Regions from separate parts of the Sminthopsis crassicaudata genome. Here region 1 is linked to region 2. Evidence: chromatin contacts called from public Hi-C data. All regions are on one chromosome and are shown on one strand. Each heading gives the region's core, a stretch centred on a gene start, on an enhancer-like site or on the middle of the called end of the contact. The rest is flanking DNA. Distances are from core to core; before and after follow the strand shown.

What was found. Hi-C and Micro-C count contacts between places; a contact is called where the count stands out from the background.
Region 1: a Hi-C map of fibroblasts shows a contact between it and region 2, with 3 times the contacts expected there. The contact joins the promoter of ZEB1 here to the promoter of ZNF438 in region 2. A contact is called at or near these places in 2 of 2 Hi-C or Micro-C datasets (fibroblasts and hippocampus).

Annotation. Positions count from the first base shown.
Region 1 is chr5:67,007,751-67,012,568 of ASM4859323v1, reverse strand. It overlaps ZEB1 (zinc finger E-box binding homeobox 1), which reads right to left and starts at 2,857. Exons shown (of 9, transcript XM_074267052.1): 1 at 2,751-2,857. The coding sequence starts at 2,808. It overlaps LOC141542562 (a long non-coding RNA gene), which reads left to right and starts at 3,002. Exons shown (of 4, transcript XR_012482204.1): 1 at 3,002-3,164.
Region 2 is chr5:66,732,796-66,737,402 of ASM4859323v1, reverse strand. ZNF438 (zinc finger protein 438) reads left to right here and starts at 1,376. Exons shown (of 6, transcript XM_074267051.1): 1 at 1,376-1,437.

The DNA.
Region 1 (4,818 bases), core at 1,608-4,107, 270 kb before region 2:
CACCCCCACTCAGAAGACATATTCCAGAACGGAAATTAAAATGTTTTATTTACATAAGCAACACAATCTGGTATGAACAAAAATTATTTCCATACAAATGAAATTAAGTACCTCTATGCACACCTCCCACTGTAATCAACGCTTATTTGTTAACCATAAGCCTCTGAGGGTTAACATTTTTTACTGGCAGTTCTCCTCAGAAAATATCTGCAACTTAAACATGACTGCGTTGCTAAGAAATATTAACCAGAGCCCATCCTGAGATTTCACTGCAATGGCATGACAAGCTCATTTTTAATTCGCAAAATATATAGCTATTTACAGCCCAGAACACGGCTATGCTAGTTATCTGAGAACGAGAAGCATTTCAGAACAACGACAGAGGCAGATGCAACGCCAGGATCCCGAAGTGACGAAAATGGAAGGTACCTGTACCAGTACTATCTCAGACACCTTTTGTTTTCTGGGTGATGCATGCCGCAGACACACCGTTTTGCGCTAATCAGCCTCAAATCTGTTTGTCTAATATTAAACACAAAGGAAAAACACTGACAGGCATCGCGGTAAATAAAGGCGTCCCCGGAGGACAAGGCGGCAGACAGGAGGGGGCTGACATGCCGGCGGCAGCAGAAAACTCAACCCCATCTTTGTGTCTGTCTACCTGCACAAGTTGCCATTTGCCGCGGCGATCGGGAGCCGGCCTCTCTCCGCGGGGATCTCCCGGACCTTTCCGGAACGCCTTTTCCCCTTAGGTCATCTGTTGATATGGCTCGGCCGGAGAAAAGCCTAGGACGGGCTGCGGAGGAGAAGATCCATTCTCTCTCCCGGGCAGGTAAACATGTTTACAGCAGCTGCACAGACACTGGTGGCTCAGACTCACATGTCACACACATGTCGTCAGCAACAAGAAAAGCCCCTTCCTCGGACGCCCAACCCCGTAATCCGGAGAGACGGCGCCGCGCTTTCCGAACTTACCTTTCCCGCAGCCCCCACGCCCGGGCGCTGCCTACCGGGCCAGGGGAGCCGGCCGCGGCTGAGCGGCGCGCCCTCCCGCCCCCGCCGCCCCCGGGCCCGCGGCGGCCCCACGCAACTTTCCACCGCAACTTCGCGCGTTCTTTCCGCGGGGGTGCCGACTGACGCGATCCGGGGGTCCCCGAAATCCAAGGCCCGGAGCCACAGGGCTGGTCCGGGTCTACTGTGGAGCCCGCTGGGGCCGGAGGGAGCGACTCTAGGCAGGAAGCCCCCCGTACACAACAGCTCAGATTGCTGGAAAGGTTAGCGAGCCCACGGGCGGGGAGACAGAGCTCCAGCACAGCCCCTCGTTTTTCCACAGGATGGAGCCGCTGTCACTGGCACGGGATGCCCATCGCCCCCTCCTCAAACTCATTCCAAACAGAGCCCCCGTCGCCCTAACGCGGCCCGAGCCCCAGATCCGAGGCGTCCGCGTCTCTCTTTACACGGTCTCGGCGGCTCGCCACACCGCCCCCACCCAGGACTGTCCACGCAGGTAGAGAGGCAGCCGCGGGGCCGGGCGCGCCAGGAGAGCCCGCCCGGCCAGGGGAGTTTCAGGCCGGCCAGAAAGGACTCGAGCGGAGACGCAAGAAACTTACGTGGGCTCGCGGCCCGAGCCGAGCAGCCGCCCGGGGGCAGCCGGGGGGAGGGTGGGGGTGGGGGGCTCGCCCGCCAATCAGCCCGGATCAATAGGCACCACTGCAGCTGCGGCCGGGCCGCCTGTCCGTCAGTCCGTCCGTCCCCCCTTCCCCTCCCACTCCAGCCGCAGACAGCTTCACGCTGGGCTCAGCGCGTCTCCCCCAGGTAACAACTTCCCCAACAACACACACGCGCCCCGACCCCTCTCCCCCACGTGCCCCCCGGCGCTCCGGGCCCAGCTCCCCGGGCAGCGGGGCTCCCGAGCCAGGTAACTTGCCCGACGGCCGCGGGCACCACCCAGAGCGGGCGGACAGCAGCCTCCCCCACGCATCCGCTCTCTCCACTCGGGAGAGACAACTTCGAGCTTCCCCTCGCCCGTGCCCTGGAAGCTGGGGGGGGCAGGAGCTCCCCGCCCCTCCTGGCGCACCCAAAACAGTTCTCAACGCCCCCTCCCTTCCCCGGGCAGTGCAGGCAGCATGCCCCCCCCCGGCCGCACGGGGGCAGGGGGCGGGGGGCCCGCTTTAGCCTCTGGGGACGCGGGGAACAAGTTTGTTCCTCGGGCTCCTGGGGGCCTCCGGGGTGCTGGAGAATGACACTGAACGGGGAGCGGGAGGAGGAGAGGGGGAGAAGCGGCGAGAGAGAGCCGGAGAGGGGAAAAGTGCGAAAAGCCTCGGCGGCGGCTCCGCCCGCAGCCGAGAAGTGGCCCCACCGCCCCAGGGGCCGGGATGCAGCCGCCGCCGCGGCGGCTAACGGTCCAGGGAGGCAGGCGCGGCGGGAGCCGCTAGGCGGAGAGACGCCAGGTAAGGGCAGCCCAGCTAACGGTTCAGGCAGAGGCAGCGCGGCCGCCGGGCTGGGGCACAGGCTCGGCTCGGCTCCGCTCGGCTCGGCTCCGCTCCGGCTCCGGCTCCGGCTCCAGCCGAGCCGGGAGGAGGCGGCGGGGGGCTCCCAGCACTACTTTCTACTTTCCCACTCGACTTTCCCCGTTTGTCGCCCCGCAGCCCCCCAGCCCGGTCCGGCTCTCCCTCCTCAGCCCCGGGCGCGCCCCGGCGGCCGGGCTCGCCCTGGGCCCCGCCGCTCCCCGGGCCCGTCCGCGGACTCACCGTTATTGCGCCGCGGGTTCGCCTGCTTTCTGCGCTTACACCTGGGGCCATCCGCCATGATCCTCTCGCTTGTGTCTAAATGCTCGAGTCACCTCCTCCCCCTCCCTCCCTCCCTCCCCCTTCCCCCCCTCACCCCTCCGCCTCCACCCCTCCCTCCCTCCCTCCCTCCGCTCCCCCCTCCCCGGGCTCCCCACCGCACCTGGTTTACGACACTCGCGGCTTTACGACATCACCTTCCTTACACCTAGAGGCGCTCGCTCTACGACCGGAACCTTGTTGCTAGGGCGAGGGCGGTTTGCGGCAACGGTGGGCGCTGGCGAGCTTTGCAACTGAGGGGCCGAGGGAAAAGTTTCCCCTCAGGTACCCAGTGGGTGGCGGGGAAGCGGGAGACTGCCGGGACCTGGGCTGGGCAAGGTAAAGAGCGAGTCCAACGAAGCAACGCGTTCATGTCCCTGGTGCCCCCTCCCTGCCCCGGGACGCCCCCGCTGCGCCCTCTCCCGGAGCCTCAGCCACCCCTCCCGTCCGTGACGCGCAGTTGGGGATTGTCGCACAGACTCGTCCTGAGGTCTCTGACAGCAGTCGTGCCCCCTCCCAGCCTCCGAGGCCCCGGGGTACTGGGACGGGGAGGGGGGAGGGAGCGAGGAGCCCCGCGTAAGCGCCTCGAGAGAGGTGGGGCTCCGGCCGGGATCTCACCTGTGATGGCCTCGGCCTTCCGGCCCTTCCCCCACCCTCAGGGCAGACATAACGGATTGTGAGCGTCTGGGCGGTGGAGTTACGGATTGACCGGGCGTGATTTATTTGGGGGGAGGGGGGACCCGGTGCAATAAAGAGCACCCGCTGCCCCTTGGCCCTGGCCACCACCCGGATCCAACCTTAACGGAACTGAGGGCTCGGCTTCCCACCCCGAGTCAGCGAGAAACCACAAAATCGAAGGGTCCACAGTCGAGCCGGTTATATGGGTTTCTAACATACCGGTTGTAAATGGAAATTATAAACTTTTGGAATCTTTTAAGTTCCCAATAGCTAAGCTTAGAAATATTTTAAATAGACACTAATTGCAAATGGAAATTAAGGTTAAATTCCCAATAGAGGGGCCTGGATGTATTTTAAATACATTAGTTTTAAACGAAATATTTGATTATCAACTTTTAAGTTCCCAATAAACGAACCTATTAGATGTGTCTCGAGTACAGTAGTTGCACACGGAGAGGGTTTTAAATGCCCATTGGATGAAGTTAGATATGTCTGAAATACACTAATTGTAATTGGACAGGGTGACAAATGTCAATCACTGAGAAGTTTCTTCCTTCATAAGACGGAGAAAGTAGCTACGTACTGTCATACATTTCTATTAACATGCAGTGCACTCAGTATTGCCTTCCTAATGCATCCTACTTAATGTTGGAAAATTCTGGAATGGACTCTGACAGTCTTCCTTGAAATCAGGATGTGTGAAGTCTACTAACTTTAAATGTTTAAAAGTATGAAGAATGAAACAGAATAATTTTTATTTTTAGAACGTTTACTTCTGTAGGTAAGTGACAGTTCCATTTCTTGTATCTATTTAGGTATGGACCTTTTAGAGAGGTGTATGTGCTACTTATTGATATTCAAGATATGCTTGAAAATGAATGAGATTGGTATCACAGATCTGCAAAGAATCAAGATGCTTACCTTCCGTAATTAGCACTTCCATATATCACTTCTCAGGGCCTTCCAGTGGCTCTAGTCACCTAGATTTTAAGTTTGGTAGATTAACTGATTATCTCTTTAACTAACTGCACTTCTCTAATTTTGTTTCCTTTTGCTTCACATATATGCTTCAATTAGACAAATGTATTTCTCCAGGATACTTTATATGTGCCATTTCTTTTCTGACCTGTCTTTCCGAAGTTTTTCTGCACTTTATTCTTGAATCTACTACATAAAGTTATTCTCATTGGATTCTAATCACACACTCCATCCCTTATCGTTTTCACTTTTCAAATATATGTTTAAATACCATGAAACTGTATGTTCCACTTAAATGCATATATAGGGACATTTATGTACTATATTTTCAGGTTTG
Region 2 (4,607 bases), core at 127-2,626:
TACTTTCAAAAAATACCAGTCTTTTCTAGGGCCAGTGAGAAACGAAAGCAATTTTTACTTTTTCATGTAAGATTACAAAATAATGACGGAATCTCTCACCTGGTGATGTCATGGACTGAGGCCCCAAGGATTTTTTTTCTCTTTAAAAATTCTAGAATTTTCCCTTAATTTCCCCTTTCTGCTAACAAGTCCCGTCTTTCCCAAGCCTTACCCAGGACCTCATTGCTTCCCAGTGATATATCCCTCAGCAGAGCTGAGCAAAAAAAAAAGGGGGGGAAGGGGGGGCGTCCTTACGAATAACGTTTTCAAAAGGTTGAGAAGCAGAGGGACCCTGGTCCTTTGGAGTCGTGCTTCCCCACCGGGAGGTCCTTTGCTAAAATTTAAGGCTGCTCGGAAGGATGGGGTGGGGGAGGGGAAGGCAATCTGTGGCACCCCCTCGAACCGGAGTTTTCCCCTTTTTGTAGTCATTCACTTTGGGGACCTGGTAAAGTCTATGGACTTACGAGTCGTGCTTTTAAATGCATAAAGTAAAAACTACGGAGGAAAGCAAGAGTCCCGTTAGGTTGACATCTAATTATTAAAATATTTTTTAAAAGTTCATGGTCAAGGTTAAGAAGCCCGGCAGTGGAGGAAGGAGGAGGAAGAGGCGGGTGGGGCAGGGTCAGCTCCGGAGCGGGAGGAGGCCGCGTGACCAGGAGGCCAGGCCGGGGCAGAGCGGGCTAGTCTGGGCGGGGCTGGAACTCAGGGAGGGTGGGCGGGGTCGAGCCAGGCGCGACCACGAAGCACGCAGAGACGGGATGGGCGTGGCCTAGAGGGGGCCGGGAGGAGCCGCGTACGTCATGGCACGTGGAGAACTTTTACGAGCACGTGAGCCGAGGAGCAAAAGTCCCTGGCTACGCGCTTGAGCCACCGACCTAAGCTCCGTCTGCGTGGCCCCGAGCGGCTCGCCTTCGTGGCTCTCCGCTGCAGTTCCTCCTTGTGCCAGCAGCTCCACACACATACACACACTCCACCTCAGGGTCAGTCCTAGGGCCCCACCAAGTTCGCTTTCCACACCCCTCTGATTCGGCCTCTTTCCTCCGCCCAACACGGAAAACGGAAAACGCCAGCTGGGGCGTGTGTGTGTGGGGGGGGAAAGCAGGGCGCCACGAACACATTGCGTCTGCGCACCAAAGTTCTCTGATAGGCGGGGCGAGTCTATCAGTTTTACCCTACTCTGGGCGGGGATGGGGGGGGGGGAGAGGAAAAGTGTGTGTGTGCGTGCGTGCGCGCGCATGTGTGGTATGTGCGTCTGTATGCACGCGCGCGACCGCGCAGAGAGGAGGAAGATAAGGGGGCGGTGTCGGGTCGCCCGCTCCGCCCCCCGCGGTCTGACGTCCTAGAACGCGAGGCCTGCGTGACGTCACCCCGCTGGGCTGCGCACGCAGTAGGAAGGCTGTAAGTTTCCCTGTGCCCCGGCAGCTATGTCTGCAGGGGCGCGCGCCGAGGGTGGTTGTCTCGGTGGTTGTCTCAGTTGTCCCGGGGGGCACCGGGGAGGCGGGGCGGGGGAGCGACTCCTGGGGTCGCAGTCGGAGGTGGGACCGGGGTGTCGCGCGGGGTCACCGGGCCGGTGCCCCCGATGACTCCCAACTGCGCGGCGTCCGGGAGCTGCTAACTTTCAAGTTCCCGCTGTTCTCCCATTGAAAGCCGGGTTCCTGCCCTCGGCCCCCGGGGTCACCGGCCCCGGGGAGCGGAGGACTGACGTTCTCTCGTAGGCGCGCAGCCAGAGCGCTGCGGGAGCTGGTGCCTCAGTGTCCGTTCATGTAAAATGGGCCAGCAGTCACTACTCTTTCAGTCCCCTTCGCCTACGGAGGCGCAGGAAGGACGTGTATAGAGAACTGAAAACTGTGGAGGCAGGAAGGGTCAAGTTCAGAGCTGGGAACTCAGAAAGGAGGGACAGATGATGAGGCTTCCGTGCAAGGACCACCTGCCCTCCCCTCTTCCCGCCCTCCCCCAACATCCACCTAACTTAGATGTAGGAGATGGAGCTGAGCTGCTTCCTTTTCCAGTGGAGGAATCTGGCTCCCGGGGATTAGTTAGCGTGAGCCGCGCTCGGTGTTCCCGGCCATCTGCCACACCTGTGGAAGTCCGGGCGCTTTGAGGTTGCCATTGAACCCAGTAGAAGAAGAAGGAAGACGTGATTGGTATCCACAGATGTCCCCGGCTGTGGTGAAGTCAACAAAACGACTCTGACACCGACACAATCTTGCGCGTGGAAAAAGCCTCCACATGTCTCCCGAAATAGAACCGAGCTTGTCCGATACGGAGAAGCGCGGGGGAAGTCAGCTGGCTTCTGGTTAGCAGCGCTCTATTCGAATCCCTGGCTCTCTGGTCACCTTTAACAAAGGTTAAATACGTCACTAATGGGTGACATAGATCTTGTCAAACTGTCCGTGTTAAAGAATTAACGTCCGGTGTCTAATTTGCTTTTACTTTATGCGTCAGTGGCGGAAGCTCCTGAGATAGGACAGGGGCTGCTACAAAGAACTCCCCCCTCACTTCCTCTGCGTGAAAATTTCATTAAAAGGGAGACAAATGAAAAACCAAGCAAGTTGTAGACGGGATAAATACAAACTGAGGGAAGGCACTAGAAGTAGGAGAGATTGGGGAAGGGTTCCTGCAGAAGGGAGGCTTTTAGTTTGGACCAGCGCCATGATGAGGCAAATACTACCATGGTCATACAACGTTATGAAAGGAGGCTCCCTCCGTTCTGGGCATTCCCACAAAGTAAAAAAGTGGAGCTGTAATCATTCCCACAGGTTATGTCTGTTTCAGTGCCGGGGTGAAGCCGAGAAGTAGCTTGCTACTCAGCTGTTTTTTTTTTTTTTTTTTAAACACCTGAACATGGACATGAAGCCATTAGCACACGCTAACACTTATACTTTTCCAAACACAGCTGCAATTTGCCAGCAAAAAGCCCTGTGACTCCTTGTTTTATTTGTATAAACTCGGAATAGATGGGTCAGTATTCCCCTCATTTTACAAAACTAAGTGAGAACCCGAGTGACATTATGTCCCAGGCTGTACGTAATGGAGTCTGGGAATTCTAGTTAATAGTCCAGTCCATTTTTCTGCTCCACATAGGATGCTCCTGTGGAGTGAATTTGTATCTCTTTAAACATTTATCATTCACCTGTTTATTGGCTCTGCATTATGGCCTGGGGATGCCACTTTAAAAAAGGAGCTTATGATCCAATGGAGGAAGACTGAAAAGCAGGGCTGGCTAGGCCAGGTTCTGGAAAAGTAACCGGTGGCTGGAAACTTCCGAGTCCTTTCTGGAGGGCAGCTTCAGGCCGAAACATACATAGTGGGCACTTTGGTGGGTGCTTGTCCTTGTGCTGCCCTCAAGGTGGGAGAGGCCGCGAATCTCGGGGCATGTTTTAGGAGCTTGACCTCCTAGCCCTCTTGGTATTACGTTGATATGTAACAGAACTGCTTCTTTTATTATCTTTTGTCAGTCAGCTTGACTTTTTGGATAAGAGCGTGCTTGTATGTGTTCTGAGGGCATATCCATTTGTACGTTTATTTGTTTTATTAGATTTTGTGTCCCTCTCCATGTTTGTCCTCGGTGTGTGTTCAGGAAAAGTGAGGAACAGGCTGATTTTCTGTCCTTAACTGCCCTCAGTGTCTGTCTCAAGCAGATGTGCAGCTGGGCCTGAGGCGGTACTCTGAAGAGAACTTTCTTCCTGACTGTTTTTTCCCTTGTTGCCTTGGTCGATTTTGAGTATGGGCTTGACATTGCTGGGCTGAAGCCCAGGTAGGGGGTGGGAAGAGAAGATGCAGGCCCTGGACTGAAGTGAGCCTTAGTCCTTCTTTGAACAGCAAGAAAGCCCAAGAGAATAAAAACTAAGGCAGGCCAGATTTTTGTTTTAAGCTGGCTTTCCAAGGGAAAGCTCTTGGCCTTTCCATTCTGCTCTTTAACTTTGCTCTTGAAGTTATTTTGAAGGATTAACTCTCATGGCCTAGAAAGGGGAGAGAGTCATAATAGCATAGGTGAATATTAAAGGGAATTGAATGAAAAAGATTTAATGAGACATCTTCCCCCAGGGCTTTTAACACAGAAAGTTTGGGAAGAATATCTTTTAGTTGAGGCTTTCATGAAAGAGTCTTTATTAATTTTAACTATTTATTATATATGGAGTATTATTTCTTTTTGATATCAACAGTTTGCCAAATTATTATACTTCCAATAATTAAACATTATGTCTCAGAATTTTAGTGTTAAAAGGTACCTCAGCAGCTCTTTGTTGCCAAGACCTATTAATTTTACTTTGTAACATCTCTTGAATATATCCTCTTTTTTCCTCTGTCACTGTCACCATGAGTGTAGGCCCTCATCACTTCATGTTTGGCCTGTTGCAATAGCTGCTGTAGGTCTCTCTCCAATCTTCATTCAGCAGCTAAAGTGATTATTCTAAAACATAAGGACATAGTCATGTCCTTACTCAATAAACTCCTCAATAAGCTTCCTCTTGTTTCTAGAAGCAAATATAAAAAAGCTCTGGTAGCATTCATAGCCCTTCCCAACCTACCTTCTTCCCCCAACCCTCCAATCTTTTCAGTCTTAT